Regions from separate parts of the Rattus norvegicus genome. Here region 2 is linked to region 1. The links are chromatin contacts, called in public Hi-C maps. All regions are on one chromosome and are shown on one strand. The core of a region is the stretch at or near the end of the contact, and the rest is flanking DNA. Distances in the headings are between cores, read along the strand shown. Region 1 holds the start of Nmnat1 (nicotinamide nucleotide adenylyltransferase 1). Region 2 overlaps Ctnnbip1 (catenin, beta-interacting protein 1).

Evidence for each region. A called contact is a pair of places that touch in the nucleus more often than the background predicts.
Region 2: a Hi-C map of liver shows a contact between it and region 1, with 2.9 times the contacts expected there. The contact joins the enhancer-like site here to the promoter of Nmnat1 in region 1. A contact is called at or near these places in 8 of 12 Hi-C or Micro-C datasets (the A7r5 cell line, the Rat2 cell line, frontal cortex and 4 more).

The regions. Positions count from the first base shown.
Region 1 is chr5:165,208,823-165,212,482 of GRCr8, forward strand. It overlaps Nmnat1 (nicotinamide nucleotide adenylyltransferase 1), which reads right to left and starts at 2,391. Exons shown (of 5, transcript NM_001037556.2): 1 at 2,352-2,391. Lzic (leucine zipper and CTNNBIP1 domain containing) reads left to right here and starts at 2,537. Exons shown (of 7, transcript NM_001013241.2): 1 at 2,537-2,813. It also overlaps the pseudogene LOC134479087.
Region 2 is chr5:165,271,698-165,275,208 of GRCr8, forward strand. It overlaps Ctnnbip1 (catenin, beta-interacting protein 1), which reads left to right. Exons shown (of 5, transcript NM_001173388.1): 3 at 531-651; 4 at 1,253-1,343. The coding sequence starts at 556. Among named protein-coding and RNA genes, the nearest start is that of Ctnnbip1, 28 kb to the left of the region's middle. Within about 2 kb of position 1,839, at least 3 of the 93 cell types and tissues checked have an H3K27ac peak or open chromatin away from gene starts, as enhancers often do. A contact at or near this core is called in liver, where this site is marked.

The sequences.
Region 1 (3,660 bases), core at 1,141-3,640:
TAGCTGCATAGGACTTGCACAGGACTGGGCCACTCAACATTCCATCATCATGTGTAGAGGAGGGGCTCATAAGGCCACCCCCCCCAGGTGTTCCATATAGGCAGTTAATGGTTGCTAGAGAGGGAGTCAGATTTCACGTTGGTTTTAGGCACTGGAAAGGTGCTCTTGCTCACCTGCCCCCTCCCCCCACTTATGCAGGCAACATTAATTAAAGCCTCTGAGCCACAAAGAAAACAAAGTCATGGAAGTAGGACAGGATATCTTCGGAAGAAAGGTTTTCATGGGGAAGGGGAATAAGAGAGTACTGCAGGGAAACACCATCAACAAACATTTATATATGCGGTCCTTGTTTGTCTAAGCTTTTAGGAATAAGTTTTTAAAAGCATCCTTCTTGCCTGAGTTCTGCTCTACCTTATTAGATTCTGTGCTCTGTCCTGCAGTGCTTTTCTCTGGCATGGGGCTCATCTGGCTGTCCAAAGTGACCTGCCCAAGGTCAGATGCTAAGCCAACAGTCTGAAGCTTGCCTGTGGGTCCTGCTGGTCTCATGCCTCATTTACACGCCTGGGCTGACTGAGTCTGCCCCAGCAGCACCCGCCACATACCGTCAAGCATCTCAGAAGATGATCTCCTAGCTGCCATTTCTACATGAAATGTCAGCTGCACACCTTGGCCACATAGGAAGCAGGCCAAAACCAGCCATCATGGAAGAAAGTTTCATACCGAGCGAGGAAGTGAGCTGGTCAACTGCTACCACAGGCTCTCCATTACAAACAAATTCATCTGAAGGAAGAGTGAGGATTTACACAGTACTGTCGAGATTGTTATATTGACTTTCTATAAGCCTCAGTTCCTAGAAACCAGGGACGTTAGTATCTGAGTGGACGAAAGCTGCCGAAGTGGGCATAGTCAAAAGAAATCACTTATCTCAGCCAAGTGAAGTTTCACATGGAAACAGTGGTTGAGACCTTACATTCAACAAGATCAATGTATCCATTCTTTGCATTGTGGAGATTTTTGGATAAGGAGAATCTCTTTGTGGGTTACAACAGTCTTCCGTATTACTACAGCCAATTATTTTGTAGAACACATAAGTTGACCTAAGTGAGTCTGAGCCTCCCTCGGCTGCTGTGACACAACACTCTGACCAAAAGCAATTGGGGAGGAAAAGTTCTTTTGCCCTTTACTTCCAGGTCAATCCATCACTGACGGAATTGGGGCACCAGCTCTAGGAGAAACATGAAGCAGACAGTACTGAGGAATGCTGCCTCCTGGCTTGAACTCACTCTGTAGACCAGTCTGGCCCTGAACTCACAGATATCATCCTGCCTCTGCCTCTATAGTGCCAATGCCCAGTACCCAGCAAACTAATACAGCCCAGGACCACCTGCCAGGAATAGTGTCGCCCAGTGGGCTGGGCCCTCCTCTAACAATTTACAGGACAGCCTTACACAGACATGGCCACAGATCTGGACAATTCTTCAATCAAGGTTTTCCTTTCAGATGACTCTAGGCTATGACAGTTAGCAGTTAAAAGTAATCTATGAACTCTTAGCCCCATCCCCACCCCCACCCCATCTTTAACCTCACAAAGGCATCTCGATAAGCTATAACCTTTCAATCCCTTGTCTCCAAAGTCTCCTGTTAACATTGTAATATCAAGCATAAGCCAACTTTCAAATTCTCAGTCTTTAAAAATTTCAACTTTTAAAAGTTCTGAGTCTCAAAGTCCAAGTCTTTTAGTCATGAGCTCCTGTAAAATACAAAATAAGTTTCAGACTTTCTAATCCCAAATGGGAAAAACCAGAGAATAGGAATGATCCCAACAAAGCAAACCCAGAATCCAACAGTGTAATTCAATATCCGATATTTGGGACTCACGATCTGGGTTCCAAAGAGCTGGCATAGCCCTATCTCCACTCAGTTCCCTGGCAACTCAGTACAGTCCACTCAGCAGCTACTTTCCTAGTTCTCAAAGGCTGTGTGCGCATGCTCTTTCCCAAATTTGGAAATGATTAAGAGGTAAAGTCTGTCTCAATGCCGGCTTTCCCACATTGCCTCTCACTTCCCTTTAAGTTCATGGGCGCCTGCTCTCCAGAAGCCTCTAGACAGGAAAACCCCATGCCACTCCAAAGGGTGAACTGACCTGCATCAAAGTCACTGGAAATTTTACCAACTTTTTGGTTCCAAGAACTAAAGGGCAAGAGTTGACTATGAAGACCTGGCCCCGGGGACCGTTACGAAGGTCTCTATAGGTCCAGCCATTGTGCATTCTCCCTTGCTTGACAAAATACGGGGCGTCGGGCTAACGGTCCCAAAGGTGCGTCTCCTAGGTCCTTGGGTTGGGTGCTTACCAGGCCGTGAAGGCCAAACGGCCCTAGTCCTCCAGGAGACAACCTCGGCCCGGACGCCAGCGCAGGGAACACCGAAGCGGCGCTCTCATTGGTCCCACGAAGCCGGAAGTGCGCGAGTCCAGCGGAAGTGCTCGCTCCATGTGGTCCGCCCGGCCAGGGCGTCAGGTAGGCGGGGCTCCTGGTTCCAAATTCTGGGATCTGTTAGCCGGCGGCCGGCGGGGACGCCATAGCAGAAGGAGGTTGTCCTGTTTCTCATCAGGGAGGACCGAGAAGCGTTTCGCAGGCGTAGGACTCCCCGCCACCTCAGGTGACCACTGGGCCTGCTGGAGCCCGGCCTTGGCGGGACCTGCAGACCGGAGCTTGGAGTTCGTCCGCGAGGAGGAGACTGGCGCCCGAGCGTGGCAGTTTATTTTTGTTCCGGTGGTCCTGGGCCGAGCGCTGCTCCCTTCCGTCCCCGAGAAGGTGTGCTTTCTGCCCTTGCCTGTTCGTGCTTCTGTGACAGTTTTCCTCAAGCCGTGCCCTGAGTGCAGTGTGCTTTGGCCTCACCCAGAGGAAACCTCAGCAAAAGCTACAGGAGGCACAGTCCAGGGATTCTGTGGCCTCTCCTGCACCTTCCTAGGAATGGAGAATGTATTTTAATTACAGTCTGCTTAAAGGGAAGTTTTCTGGACTCAGTAGGCCAAGTTCAGACATAGCAAATAAAACGGTAACAGTTTACCTTGTTCTAGCCAACTCCACCCCTAGGAGGTTTGAAGTTTGAGCCTCCTGTAAACTCTATAACAGCTTCGCTTTCCTCAAATTGATGACACCCAGAGCTCCAACAGTTGGCGATTTGTACAATTTGAGACCCATCAGCTCCGTACACAGTACAGAATACTAGAAGCCCGGTGAGCGTGAATAAATATTTACCACTCCAGATGACAACTGGCCCTTTTCAGCAGTCTCAAAGGAAATGCATCACTTCTGTTCAGTACTAGGTGGTGCCAGTGAGTTAAATCTTTCTGGCCTAAATCTGTAGTGTGTGGTTAAAGGGTTTGTCTTGGTTTTGTTAACAAGTCTCCATATTTCCTTAATTTATTCAGAATAACTTTGCTTTTTGAGACTTTGCGGCTTGGGAGTGTGTCCTGGTAATAGTGCTTATGTAGTACTCTGGTCCTTCCCTTTCCCCCCAAGAAGAGATAGGTAGATTTTCTGTTAAACAGTAATAACTCCCTGTGCAGGGGATTTATCTTAATGGTAGAGTGCTTGCTTAGGAATGAGGTTCTGGATTCAATCCCCTGTTCTGGGGAAAAAAAAAAAAAGTCTGGGC
Region 2 (3,511 bases), core at 589-3,088, 62 kb after region 1:
GCTGTCCTCAAACAGGTGGGGTGGGTGTGAGAGGGTGGCTATGGCAGCCCTTCCAGTGCCCTGGGAAGACCCTCTAGAGGGACTCCTTGGTGCCTTGCCCAGGAGCTGGCCACTTGAGTTCAGTAGGGGCTTTGCACAGGGTATTGTTACTGATCTCTGGGTTTCTTAAGCCCAGGGCCCCAGAGAGCCACCTCTGATCAAGTCCCTTTACTTGTGCTTGCTCCTTGCATTGAAAACCTAGAACTCTTGGGGCTTCGTTTCTCATTCGTCCTGTGGCTCTGAATAGAAACCTTGGCTGTTCCCCGCAGCCTCTGCTCTGGAATAAGAGCTCCTCAGCTGTACTACCTGGGCCTCAGGTCAGAAGGCATGGAGGGCCCACCACCTCCCCTACAACCTCTCCTGTGCTTTCAGAAATGAGGTCCCTACTGGGGAGGGTCTGTTTGAGAAAGGGCTGCATCACTTACAAGGGTTGGTATTAGAGTATATCTCATCCTGATAGTCTCCCCATAATGTTCCCCGTCTCCTTACAGGGGTCCCCAGAACTGGGCCACGGGGATGAACCGTGAGGGAGCACCCGGGAAGAGTCCGGAGGAGATGTACATTCAGCAGAAGGTCCGCGTGCTGCTCATGCTGAGGAAGATGGGGTCAAATGTGAGTGCCTGGGGGCTGTCCAGGAGCAGGGCCTGCTGCCCTGAAGGAGGGAAGGTACAGCTGCAGTTACTTCCTGGGGAGGGCTGTGGGCCTGTGGATTAATCTCTCTGCTGCCAGTTCAGGAATCCCCAACGCAGAGCCCACACGCTCACTTTAGGGAGCATTGCTGAGGTTATCTTTCCACTCCATTTTTATTTTGGGCAGGGACGGTGAGGACTTTACCCCTCCTTTCTGATCCTCAGTGACCTCAGAGAGGCTTCTCTCCTGGGGCAGATACGGGGCAGCTGGGCAGGGCGACCACTGGAGAGAGCAGTAGAGCAAGCACAGGGCATCTTTTGAAAAAGAAATGGAGAAACCCGAGACTGCTGATGGCCATTGGTGTGTGGCCGGGGACTGGGCTTTCATATCTACCCCACCCCAGAGTAGACACTGATCTAGATCCAGAGTGGCAGGCATGTGAATGTCGGGGACCAGGACGGGAGCAGGATGTGACTGCTGGGACAGATGCCAGGCATAGAGGGCAAGGAGCAAGAGGGGAGGTGCAGGGGCAGCAAGTGCGGGGTCCACGCTCCTCTCTCATCTCAGCGCTTTCACCCTGCAGCTGACTGCCAGCGAGGAGGAATTCCTGCGCACCTATGCAGGGGTCGTCAACAGCCAGCTCAGCCAGCTGCCACAGCACTCCATCGACCAGGGTGAGCCAAGGGCCAGGCACAAAGCTGAATGGGTGGCCTGGGAGTTCAGGAAAAGGGGAGCAGACAGTGTTCCTTCCCATGCACAGGCTCCTGTCTGGTCCCAGCAATGGGGATCCAACAAGGCAGGTGGTGATGTCTTTCTAGGCCTGGAGGGAGGAGGACGAGGTAGAGTGTCTGGAGCCTTGTGCAACCACAGAGGGTCTGGTTATTGCATCCCTTAACCTTCAGCCTGTTCCCTGTCTGCTCAGCACCTAGTTCAGGGACCACGAAACTGCTCAATGTTCTGAGATTTCTGTCCCTGTCAGGGACAACTGTGCAGGGACTGGTGGGCCGGCCCTTAACAGGAAGAGGTGGCTCAAAGGGCCTGATATCTCTACATGCAAAAGGGATCCTCACAGTCAAACCTTCACTCCGGTGTTTATTGTAGAGCAGGGCCTGTGCCAGGGATCGATACATAGTGTTTGACTGTTGACAGCTGTTTCTTGTATGACTTCCAGCTAGCAGGCAGTGTTTGGGGATCAGGAAGTAATTGCCCTTGACCACACCGAGGTGCCCAGGAGCCTCACTGCTGGGCTGCTGGGCTGCTGGGCTGCTAGCTCCCTGTCCCCTTGCTTCTTGTGGAGCCTCCTCCCCTCCGAGAGCCCCACCTGACTCTCTAGCACAGTGTTCTGAGCAGCGTCTCCTCATGGTCCTTTTCTGGTAGGCTTTCATGCTTGGTTGGGGCTGTACAGTATTTTAGTGAGCCAGGCAGTGTAGGTCACACCCTTAATCCCAGGAGGCCAGCTTGTTCTACAGACCAAGTTCTAGGAGTGCCAGGGCTACACAGAGAAACCCTGTCTCAAATTAAAAAAAAAAAAGATACTTGAGTGGCCCGTGGCATGTCCAGACAGGAGCAGCCACCAGAGCAGAGCAGAGAGCAGAGGAGAGCAGAGGAGAGCAGAGCAGAGAGCAGAGCAGAGAGCAGAGCAGAGAGCAGAGCAGAGCAGAGAGCAGAGCAGAGCAGAGCAGAGAGCAGAGCAGAGCAGAGCAGAGAGCAGAGCAGAGAGCAGAGCAGAGGAGAGGAGAGCAGAGAGCAGAGCAGAGAGCAGAGGAGAGCAGAGCAGAGCAGAGAGCAGAGCAGAGAGCAGAGAGCAGAGCAGAGAGCAGAGAGCAGAGCAGAGGAGAGGAGAGAGCAGAGAGCAGAGCAGAGCAGAGAGCAGAGCAGAGCAGAGCAGAGAGCAGAGAGGAGAGCAGAGGAGAGCAGAGGAGAGGAGAGAGCAGAGAGCAGAGCAGAGAGCAGAGCAGAGCAGAGAGCAGAGCAGAGCAGAACAGAACAGAGAGCAGAGCAGAGCAGAGAGCAGAGCAGAGAGCAGAGCAGAGCAGAGCGCAGAGCAGAGAGCAGAGCAGAGAGCAGAGCAGAGGAGAGCAGAGCAGAGGAGAGGAGAGAGCAGAGAGCAGAGCAGAGCAGAGGAGAGCAGAGCAGAGCAGAGAGCAGAGCAGAGCAGAGAGCAGAGCAGAGCAGAGCAGAGATCAGAGCAGAGGAGAGGAGAGAGCAGAGCAGAGCAGAGAGCAGAGCAGAGGAGAGCAGAGGAGAGCAGAGGAGAGGAGAGAGCAGAGAGCAGAGCAGAGAGCAGAGCAGAGCAGAGAGCAGAGCAGAGAGCAGAGCAGAGGAGAGCAGAGGAGAGCAGAGGAGAGGAGAGAGCAGAGAGCAGAGCAGAGCAGAGAGCAGAGCAGAGCAGAGAGCAGAGCAGAACAGAACAGAGAGCAGAGCAGAGCAGAGAGCAGAGCAGAGAGCAGAGCAGAGAGCAGAGCAGAGAGCAGAGAGCAGAGCAGAGAGCAGAGCAGAGAGCAGAGCAGAGAGCAGAGAGCAGAGAGCAGAGAGCAGAGCAGAGAGCAGAGCAGAGAGCAGAGAGCAGAGCAGAGAGCAGAGCAGAGCAGGGTGTCTGCTGTGTTGAGGCTGCTGGGGAGGAAAGCAGGTCAGTCACACTAGGCTGCCATTCCCATTATCCTTCATGTTGTGGGCTCAGCCCTAGATACAGGGGTCGCTTCCCCAACTCAGAAGAGTCCTCCAGGGAACCTTGAGCAGCCCAGCACCTGGGGGCTGTGCGTGTATCACACAAAACTACATCCCGGCAGGCCTGCTCAAGTACTCTGCAGCCAAGCGTGTTTACGGTCGACCCCACCTTCCC